Linked DNA regions of Zea mays: region 1 is linked to region 2. A link is a contact called in public Hi-C data. All regions are on one chromosome and are shown on one strand. The core of a region is the stretch at or near the end of the contact, and the rest is flanking DNA. Distances in the headings are between cores, read along the strand shown.

What was found. A called contact is a pair of places that touch in the nucleus more often than the background predicts.
Region 1: a contact with region 2 is called in a Hi-C map of leaf, with 6 times the contacts expected there. The contact joins the promoter of LOC100193047 here to the promoter of LOC100191427 in region 2. A contact is called at or near these places in 7 of 25 Hi-C or Micro-C datasets (bundle sheath, ear, endosperm and 2 more).

Annotation. Positions count from the first base shown.
Region 1 is chr5:25,925,131-25,930,964 of Zm-B73-REFERENCE-NAM-5.0, reverse strand. LOC100193047 reads right to left here and starts at 3,234. Exons shown (of 12, transcript NM_001358604.1): 1 at 3,127-3,234; 2 at 2,867-3,003; 3 at 1,801-1,878; 4 at 1,217-1,729; 5 at 790-1,104; 6 at 646-702. The coding sequence starts at 3,142. LOC103626137 (a long non-coding RNA gene) reads right to left here. Exons shown (of 4, transcript XR_002262205.1): 2 at 5,552-5,659; 3 at 5,026-5,177; 4 at 4,766-4,972.
Region 2 is chr5:25,648,441-25,654,153 of Zm-B73-REFERENCE-NAM-5.0, reverse strand. It overlaps LOC100191427, which reads left to right and starts at 2,849. Exons shown (of 14, transcript NM_001365488.1): 1 at 2,849-3,489; 2 at 4,588-4,687; 3 at 5,340-5,673. The coding sequence starts at 3,032.

The sequences.
Region 1 (5,834 bases), core at 1,985-4,484, 280 kb before region 2:
CTTATGTGACCAGGAAGGAGAGTCTATTCATCACTTGCTTGTTTCTTGTGTCCTCGCGAGGCAATTTTGGTATCTTCTTCTCCAACGTGTCGGCCTGTCCGCACTCTCCCCCGGGATGGAAGATATCAATTTTGAAGCTTGGTGGAGTAGATCGGCTGAGGTTACTCCTAAGGACCTTAGAGATGGCCTTAACTCTTTGGTGATTCTTGGGGCTTGGACTATCTGGAGACACCGTAATGACTGTGTTTTCAATGGTGCTCAGCCTTCTATAGCTAGATTGCTTACCTCAGCCAGTGATGAGTTCAATATGTGGTGTTTTGGGGGGGGGGGGCCAAAGGCTTGACCCGTCTTTCGGACCTAGCTTTTGTGTTCAACCCCGGTTAGAAGGTGGTTATTACTAGTGTTGTTTGTGTGTGTTTGTGTAAGTGGTGTTTAGGTCATTGTAATTATCATCCTTCTTTTAATGAAATGATACGCAGCTCTCCTGCGTGTTCGAGAAAAAAAAACACTGGGGGTGGGGCGATAGCATTTTGTAAAGGTGAGATTTTCTCAATAAAACAGGTGGAAGAATATGGGGAGTTATTTAAGGTCTGATGTTTTAAAGGTTATAGAGTATCAGTAATTGAGTAGCAGTATGAATAATACCTCCGCTTGTTTTTTCGATGATTTGCTACTTTCTTTCTGCCTTTTGTCCTTCACTGACTTTCAAAATAAAATGAGAGGCAAATATCTGTCAGGTCATAGGTAGACAACAAAGTTCCAGTACATGGCAATGAGTTCAATGAATACCTTTGGCCCCCTTTCAGTAAGAGCTCCTCTTAGGATAACCCCCAGTTGACGGATGAAAACAAAAGCATGCTGATACGCACTTTGTGGATCCAGACTATACAATTCTCTGACACAATTTCCAAGGAATTGAATGTGTTGTTGTTTTGATCCGCTGATAGATTTGGACAGTTTGCAGTTCACCAAATAAGCCTTATAGATACCCTTGAGGCAAGTATCAAGGCAATCTGAACCTACTTGAATGCACAAGTCTCGAAGGAACATAAAAGAAACAAGAGGCATTGCACCTCGTCCTCTAGCCCAGGTATGGAGCAGAGCCTACAATTGAAGCGTGCAAACAGAAGTAAATAACAAACTTGGTAGATAGATAGCAGAGCAATGCCAAAAATAACTCAAAGCCAAGGTAAAGTAGAAATTGTAACCTACACACCTTAACATACTTCCTCAGGAGCGATGGGAAAGCTGCCAGAAAAACAGCTGATGCTCTGACACGGTGTACAGTAAATGCTATCATTTGCTCATCGGTCATCTCTGTTATCATATGAAGCGCATTGGCAAGATAGATCCTCATAAGATTACCATGCCTCTTCCATGACTTACTCAGCATCAGCTCACTGATTACCTCTTTCTTCCCTCCATAGCTTGGGGCACCAAGTAATTGACGGAGGACTTTATCCATGTGTTTCAAAACAAAGTGCATAACTTTATCAAGTACGCTGCCAGACATGACACTGAGCTTCGGAGTTGAATTGTCCCCATGATCTTCACCATAATGGCAGGCTCTGCGAAAAGCTTGAAGAATAGAACGGATAGAACCTATCTTTTCATTCTCTACTCCGTTGCACCAGGAATCAACCATTTCCATTGTAATCGGTTTCACATGCTTCAGTTCCTCTTTAGATACATATTGCTCTTTCTCCTCAACCCCAGTCTCCCGGTCGTTCTAAATGTAATGTAGAACAATGACCACTCATCATTCTAGTATAGAAAACTCACAAAAAGGGACCAGCTTACCTCGATTTCATCATCATCATCATCAAATCCCAACAAATCTTTATCAAACTCTTCTAAATATTTATAGAAATCAGGATCCTACATAAAATCAAAAAAGGACATAAGCCTCAAAAACAACCAACATATATTATGGCATGCAGCACAGCAGCAGACAGACAGAAATTAGGAAGGGGAGAAATGCATATTTCTCAAAACGAATAGCTACTTGTGGGCCTTAGGCTAAACTGTGCAACCCTAGTTAACATAGTTCAGGATTTAAGCAACAGATATAATAAGCGGGACACCAATACTATACAAAAATAATCTACCAGGGAATGTTATTGTTTCTAACCAATGAATGTAAATTGAGCAAGTAAAAACCAGGAAAGCTATGCCAGAGTGAGTAATCAAATGTTATGAGCCTATGACAATGCCATTTCCACAATCAGTGAATGGGGCAGGCGACAATTCAAGCCTTAAAGTTAGAGTGTAAGCTCAAGGGATCACTTATTGGAGTATGCAAGATGTTAAATTTAATGCAACAGCAGTTTAGGTCAAAACAGTTATTATGTGGCATTCCTTACTCATTTTGTAGCATAACTACCATTACAATATGGTTAAATTGGGAATGAAACGAACATAGAAAAACATCATCGTTCTACACAATTGTCCACCTCTCAACTTATCTCTATAACACAGATCCACCTCTGAAGGAAGTTGGTCCAACTAATACTATTTTGCAGCCAGTCACTTTATAGCCCATTCTACGATACCTACTATCAGCAGTTTCAAATACTACATTAACTCAGCAGATTGCCAGACTGCAATCAATTTCTGAATCAATTAAAATAGTTACTGTCCACAAGGGCAACCGTACCAGCTTGCAGATTCAATTTAAAAGTATCTACAGGACAAACAGCACAAGGGCACAGGCGAACCTAAAAGTCATATACTCAGGTGGGCAACCAGTAATAATAAAGCATAAGAAAAGAATAGGCACATTCAGGAACTATCAAAAATCCACTTACACTGTTAAGCATCATTTTTAAGTAATAGTAACAATAAACCGGAGGCGACAGGGACAAACCTTTTGCTGCAGCCGCTTGAGCTGCTCCACGTGCTGCTTGGCCTTTTTCTTCGAGCTTCCACCACCACTCTCCCCATCACCATCATCCATCTCATCTTCGAGCTCTTCTTCATCCTCGTCCGAGACGGGCAAGTCCACTAATCCCCCGCCAAAACCACAGCGAAAGGGGAAGAAAACCAATCAAAATCCCAAGTTAAACAAGCGCAATAGCAATAGAGCATAGAGTAACCCACAGAAATGTGGATGGATGAGGAGCCCACCGTATTCGTCGGACATGGCTACAGCCGGCGGCGGCGCGGGCGCGGAGGCGGAGGCGCCCTAGTTCAAGCGGAAGAGCACGGCTGCACGGGGTGTCGCGAACTGCCGACGCCCTCACAAGCGTCAGTTAAGGGCTTAAGGCTTGCTCGTTTGGGCCGGAACTGGCCGGGTTAGGGCCCAATCCCCGGGAGTCGATTTTACTATAAGGGCCAGTTCAAAACGTCTCTGAATTAAAAGGAATTAAGGGGAAAATAAACTATGTTTTTGCTCAATCTTCTCCGAACACGAAGGAAATTTAAGGGCATGTTTGGTTCGTAGCTAAATATAAAGATGAAAACGGTCAGAAACGGTCGGTAAACACTAAAACCATTACCGTTTTCATATTTTTTATCGGAAACAAAATCGAAAACGGTAACTCCGGAAACGGAAATGATATCGATATTTCGGAAACATCGGAAACGAAAGTTTGGTGCGGAAAATACACCGGTAACGGTCGGAATCTAAAATACAATCGGTGAATATATCAAACTTCATAATACAACAAAGTTGACAAAAGATCACAAAGACCACAAGTTCACAATTCATGATATAACAAGTTCACAATATAAAAAGTTCACAAGGATTAAAAATTTATAATATAAAAAGTGTACAAAGATCACAAGTTCACAATATAACAAGTTCATAGTAAATAAGTTCATAAAGATCACAAGTTCATAGACTCAAAGTTCATAATTCATAATATCCACTTGATCTAGCTGACATGCATGCTTACTTATGAAATATTTTTTCCTCACATAAAGAGTTTTTCACAACCTCACAGGAAAACCCTAAAACCTAGTGTGTGGAAAAGACCAAATTGTTAATCTCAACTGCCTTCCAACACCATCTATCCAAAAAAATTCTAAAGGTGTCCAAAAAATACAAAAATAAGTAATCCTTATCTAGAGACGTACAGACGATGCGAAAAATCACATGCTGGAAAATTCCGAAAAATTCCGAGACACAATTCCGAAAAATTCCGAGACACAATTCCGGAAAATTCCGAGACACAGATCCGGTAATTTCCGACAAAAACCGGTAACCGAAGGAAACGGTCGGTAAAACACCACGTCGATTCCGATACCGATTCCGATAGAAAATTCCGAAAACCGATTCCGTTTTCGAAAAATACCGTTACCGATGAATCCGACCGAAAAATTTCGAAATCGGTTTCCGGAATACCGAAAAATTCCGAAACCGTTTTCATCCCTAGCTAAATATGTCACACTTTGCCTAAGGTTAGTCGTCCGAATTGAATAACTAACCTTAGACAGAAAAATTAGGCAAAGTGTGGTAAGTTAAATAGCAAACCAAACATGCCTTAAGTTTCCAAACTATACTTAGGCCTTGTTCGGTTATTCCTATCCTATATGAATTGGATGAGATTGAACAAATTATAAAAATTTTTGACTTATTTAAGATTTAAACTCATACGATCCCACCTAATCTACATGGATTGAAAGCAAAACGAACAAGCTCTTGAGAGTGCAACCAAATCAATTAATACAAACGGTTTAACCAAGACACACGGATGATAAAATTAACTTCTTAAAAACATCACTAGGTATATGCCCATGCGTTGCAACGGACGACACTTATACACGCATAGATCATTATTTAGTGTTACTATCAAGAATCAACTTAACAATCGTAACAAATGTCAAAGTCTGTCATTTCGAACAATCAAAATGAATGCCTCACGATTGAAGGCCCTTTCTTTACCTCCTTTGTTTTTACTCCACGCCTCACGCCTGTTTATCTAGAAACATAAATATCACTTGCTCTGTTCTTAGTACTCACTTCCATTCCCTGTGCCCAAAGAGTTTAAAAGTTAATCACAGGTGCTACAGACATCATCATACCAGCCAAATCAGAAAGAAAGTTAAAAAAAGAACTTGCTTTCTGCTCTTTCTGAATTCGACGGTGCCATTGGTTTCTGTGTTCAGAAAATGGGAACTGTATGTATGTTCTGGCCTCTGCATCCTCAGCGCACTTGGCATCTCTTTTGTTACCACTGCACGTCATCGTAAACGCAGGGTCGATGGTTTCAGCCTTTGAAGTAATAAGGGGTGTTTGAATGCGCTAGAGATATTACTTAACTGTTTAAATTAGCTAAAGACATCAGCTAATAGTTCAACTATTAGTTATTTTCAGCAAATTAGCTAGTAGTTAACTAACTATTTATTAGCTACCTAATTCTCCTAGCGATTTTTTATTAATACGATGCAAGCTACCAAAAGATATTACATGGTAGAAATATTAAGAATAATGTACATGTAGAAAAGTGGACCTACACGATAATCATTAGAATGACATCTCAGTAAGCAATGAATCCAAGTGTTTGCACGACACTAAAAAGAGCACAACAAAAGTGAAGCTGTATCGTACCAGGTAGCTTGCATCATATTAATAAAGCTCGTTCATGATGGTTGACTTGCCTACACCGGGCAGCCCAATTACCCCAATCATCACGAAATAATTGTTCTCGGTCAGATACTGCAAAAACACGGAGAGGGTTAGTACGTTTTGAGGGAACAAAATTTATATGTACATATGTATGTATTTAAAAAACACCTGCCATAAATTTTATCACTATTTAAAACCCCATCTCCAACATAGAAGGCATGTGTTGCTCAATGAATCTCAATTCACATCACAGATGCATATATAG
Region 2 (5,713 bases), core at 1,600-4,099:
GGAGGTGGAGCCTAAGGAATCAGCGGTGTCTGTCCAATTATGCAATCAAACAATCTTAGAAAGAACATCCATGGTCTGATGAATAACTCTCATGTAGACAACTAAATCCAACAAATATAACACCATGAATATGTTAAAGAAAATGGTTATAAAAAATGCAAATTGTTTTCTTCAGTGTGTTTTACCAAGTAAGGACTATTTCTGTCTCTTTTATCAAGTAGTAGATATTTTAAGTGTACTTACGGTATGCAGTCCAAACCAATCATAGACCTTAAATAGAGACACATCACCTGTGAGAGAAGATGTAGACTGGGACGATGGTGGCACTTCGAAGGAGCAGACCTCCTCATCCAAGTCTGGGATCTCCCTCCATGCTTCGATCATCCGGTTCATGGACTCGCGCACTGTTTTCACTTGCATTGTGCCAAGAAGTGTCAGAAATGCCAAGACGCCGCAGATCTCTACGAACATCAACAGAACCAAGATCAATCACAAATCTGGTCTTCTCCAGGACCTTGTGCTGGTAGGGGGGGTCTTCATCACCCGCTTCATCGGCTTCTCCATGTTAGCACCTAGAAGGGAATATCGGAGAGAAGAGATATGTTCAGGTAGAAGAAGGGTTGGAGAAGGAGATAGCAACGAGGAGGACGATCTGATTTGATATCTGATAGCCAAATTCTTCCTATCCCTCCAGAATTCTCACACCAGCCTTATATCTCACCTGCTACTTGCTATTACGCTCAGGCTTACAAGGCCCATTCTAGCCCATATATTCTCATATTATCGCACCACATTACCACATCGAACCCATAACCATCTAGTATACCTAACATTCCCCACTTCTTGAAATACAGCTTGTCCCCAAGCTGTCTTTCGCATGAACGCCAGGATCCCAAAGAAAGACGGAGATATTGCCTTGTCCACTGCTGACAGGACCCGGACCAGAGGTAACAAAGCCAGCACCAGCAGCAATCCCTGAACCAATGAGATCGAGGCTAGTGATAATGACAGTGCCAACAAGTCCAACACCAGTGAAAGCAAGGTTCCATTGTGTTATCCTCTCCATTGCAGCGTACCCTCCAGTTGCAAATGCCATGAGTATTGTATTATATGCGTACGCACAAGGCACAACTCTAGCTGTCTCTGTCTGGTCAAACAACTCCTCAGCATCATTTAGCTTCTCTGCCTTGCACAACACCCAAATCATGCTCGTGGTGAAAATGAGAGCCTGAGCATTGCTGATGCTAGCGATAATTGCTAGGATATGCTTGGTTGTTCTCTGGCTGTGAATTAAAGGCTCAAGAACGATGAAGATGTGCCCCAGCGCGATGAAGTGGTCCCAGCTGCCAGACATCTGGAAGGACGTCTGGTTCTTGAGCCACCAGAGCAGCCTCAGGCCTGTCGTGTTGTGGTCAGCAGCAGTAGAGTTATTCCCCCACAGGTGGCTGCCGACGTCGAGGCCGCGGATGAAGCAAATCATCGAACACCTGTTGGGCAAGGTGTTGGGAACTGCCTCCTCCTCGTCGTGGCGCAGGCCGACGATGAGGTCACCGTTGGGGCGGCGCATGAAGACGATGGTGGCCCTCGTGTAGACAATTGAACCTTCTAGGAACATGTTAAGCCACGTTCTGAGATCGGCGAGCTCGACGGCTGCCTGCCCGCCGCATGAAACCACGACGTCTGCCTCCGGAGCCACAGGGTCCACCGGCCATGAGCGCTTGAAGCCTAGGTCCCCGAGAGGCTGCTTCAGGTACCTCTCCTCCAACACTCTGGACGAGTTGAACACGAACCTCCAGCTGGCTTGCAAGTTCCACAGGCAGTGCTGCCTCACTGACGCGTCGATCTGCTCATCCAGAGCTCCTGCCATGTAGTTCCTGCTCCACCCGATGGGGAGGAGTTTGTGTTGGTCGTGCTGGACGCGGTAGATGTGGCAGAACTCCCATGGGTTGCCCCTGGTGTCGTGCATGACTTGGTCCTGTACGCGCGCCTCTCCATCCGAGTCGAGCTTGGGGAAGATGGGCTCCGCATAGTATTGCACGTGCTGCTGCAGCTTTGTGCCGTTGGTGTCCAGGTGGAAGTGGTTCATCTCGCGAACGGAAACAGAGGAAGATGTGGGCGCAGCCGTGACCGAGGCGGGGCCACGCTGGACGAGCTCCTTGGTGAGGTGAAGCGGTACGGCGAGCTCGAGGGAGATGTCGGTGATCTGAACAGCGTCGTTGGTTGTGCACGCGAACACCGCAGTGTCGACGACGAGCTGCTCCGAGCAGACGAGGTTGGATTCGTGCAGATCCGTGGCGCGCACCTCGGCGATACGGCGCCGCTGCACCTCTAGGTCGGCCAGCCTCTGCACCGCCGCGGTTGCCTCCATAGTCGCGCGCCACTTGCGGATCGGCTGCTTGAGTTGGCTCCAGCAGTCGGTCGTCGGGAGCGAGGGTCGTCCCGCTGGTGGCCTCGCAGATGGGGGTGAGTTGTGAAGGCGTGGCGAGCGGGGCGAAATCCTCGCGCGGCTGGGGAGGAAGGGGACAAAGCTACCTCCGGAAATGGCGGCGTTGAGCTGCGCAGCATGTGGCTGGTGGTTTGCGAACGGGGAGGGAGGCCGGGTTGCGGGAGGGGATTCGCGCTGGGGGCAGCCGGTTCGCGCGGGCTGCTTCAGGCGGGGGCAGTCTACACTTCCCCCTTAATAGTTAGTAGAGATAGGAGATCCAACGGCTAACCGCCTCTGAGCCACTACTGCCCTCCCCGCCGTTCTGACACCTGAGGCGTGATGTTCCCATTTCCCAACAAATCCGACGGCTGAATCAGACAAACCAAACCGTATCCATCTCGCGGCCCCACTCGCCAGTGGCACAACAACCTGATCGAGCCGAAGCCGAGTTCCTCGCTCCCCCAAAATCCCCCAAGCAGCTCTGCAGCTGCCCCTCACAACTTCATTCCCAAATCCGCCGCAACGCGAAGCAAACGACGCCCCGAACACACCCAAGCCACGCCCAATTCCTATCTCTCGCCGCGCATCGACGACGGCGCGGACGCCATGATCCTGCGAACGTACGGGCGCAGATCCCGCTCCTTCTCCGACGGCGGGGGCGGGGTCTCGTCCTCGCAGGACGCGTTCGACTGCGACGACGCCGCCGACTTGCTGGTGTCGTCGGCCTCGCAGCCGCTCCCGCTCCCGCCGTCGCAGGAGTCCTCTTCGATGTGGGACTTCGACGAGGACCCACCTCCGTCCCCGCCGCGGCCCCGGCCGGAGGGGCGGCGGCGCGGGGCAAGAAGAGGAGGGTGGGAGCTCGCGGAAGCCCCCGCGGTGGCGCCGACGGCAACGCTGATGGAGGCGGAGGAGTACGGAGAGATGATGGAGAGCGTGGACGAAGTCACGTTCGCGCTCGACGGGCTCCGACCCGCAGCGCAGAAGCGGACGCGGCGGGCCAGCCTGCTCGCGCTGCTCGGGATCTGCGCCTCCGCCGAGCGCCGCCGCGTGCTCCGGTCCCAAGGGTGAGTGCATCAAAGGCGCCTCTTTTGTCTTGTGCTCAACCAATAACATCAATTAGGTTCTTGCTTGTCTTTCTTAGTAATCTTGACCGGAAAATCGAGAAGCGTGATGGTTTTCTTGTGCGATTGGGGCTCGAGACTAGGGTTTCCTTGAGAAAGGGACCACCTTTCTGCCTTTGGACCATGGGCTTCCTTTGTTTGATTGGTTTCGCAATAGATGGCTAATTCCTTGCCCAGAACTCAAGTATATTGGTTTTATGGTTCAATGGTTCCCCGTTTGTAGGCTAATTCCTTGCCCAGAACTCTTTCTGTATTATTGTAGAACTGACACTGTTGATTCCAACAAGCATTATTGTCACTTTCGTTGGTTTAGAACCTAATTTTACAAATGTGTTTAAGAAGTATGCACACGCATTTGAGTTGCCTAGGAAGATTTCTAGCAGATTGATACCTTCTTAAGCTGAGAGATTGTATCCTGCATGGTCCCTGAAACAGTAGCATGGTTGGTGTTTAGTTGTGCGGTTGTGCCTAGAATTTGGTCTATCTTGTCTGAATTATATGTGCTCATCTCAAGCATCATGGCAAGTTATCTGAAGAATGCTGTTTGGTAGAAATGGAAATTATTGAGGTGTAGCTAAACTTTTCTCCTTAGGCAATAAGCATATACATTTACTTTGCGATTTCTGAGAATTGGGCATGTTTCCAGTCAGGATTGAACAGTAATAATTATTATCTTATAAACTGAAAGTTTCACTTGAGCTGAAATGTATCATAGATTGATAGGTTTACTCTTACACTCACAATTATGCCAACATTGATGCTGTACTTCATTTTTAAGTTAAAAGCATAATACTTGGTTAGAATAAGTTGAAGCCTTGAAGGTGTGTGATATCTGTTTTTCTGTCTGACCTGGGCTTCAGTTCTTGGAGCAAGGTCAAATGTTCTATGTCCAAAAGAATAATTAAATTATTATTGAATCTAAGAACTTCTCCAGCTCTAAAGATGTTAACATTTAACAATTAACAAACACAATATTAGATCTGTCACCTTTTTCGCATTCTATTACTTATACAAATGGCTTCTTTTTCTTATATCCTGTAGACTGGTACAGCAAATTATCGATGCTATTTTGGTTCTGGACATTGATGATCCTCCCTGCGCTATTGCTGCAGGAGCTCTTTTATTTGTTTTGGCAAGTGATGTGAGTACCTCTTGATCTCTGTCTAAATCACACATGCTGTTATGCATATTAAATACCTCTTATCTCAAATTTGCCTTCACCTAGATGATTACAAGGTGGATAAAAGCTATCAATTTCCCTTGTGTTTTCTCTTTTAGCTGCAACCACTTCTTTCACATTACAATGCCACTTGTTTTCATATTGCAAGGCTGGCATGTTCTATAAAAGAATCAAATAAGAAACACCATGATTGAATCTCAATATTTTGAATGTAAAAACTAACTAGAAATCTGTTGGAAATAAATCTCAGGCAGTATTGTCATTTAAACTTTTTCATTAGTTTGACCTAAATGACTCTCTTTAATATTGTACTAGTTAACTAACCAATGGTTCTTCTCTTTCACCACTTTCTTTCTTTTTACTTAATAAAGTTTTTGACTTTTCATTATCTATGAGATGCAGCTTTGTCCATTGTTACAACTTAATGGAGGCATTCTAACTGTAACTTTAATGATATTTTCATATTTTTATATAGTGAACCTATGTAACTCTAACCTTACAGGCATACAAAAGGCCAACCTTTAGAAATTTGATTGATGACACTAGATTCTGGAACTCAGGTAGTAGTACTTCAATATGAGTTCAGCTTATTGTTTCCTTTGTTATTATTCAGGTCCAAGACAATAATTCGCTGGATTCAGAAACTTGTGTCCATTTCCTTCTTAAATTATTAAACCCTCCAGTGAATGTTGTTGATGCCAAAGCGCCATCAATAGGTTCCAAACTTCTTGGAATCAGTAAATTTCAGATGCTTAACAGTTCCAATAAGGATGCAGATTCTAGTTCAGAGGACATACTTTTAAAAGTTGAAGAAATCCTCTTAAGCTGCAAAGAGATCAAGCCACTAGACAGTGATGATAAGAAAACAACAAGGCCAGAACTATGTTCAAAGTGGCTTGCTTTGTTGACAATGGAAAAGGCGTGCTTGTCTGCTGTTGCATTAGAGGGTAAGTTCTCTAATCAAATTTCTTGATCACAATCCCCCTT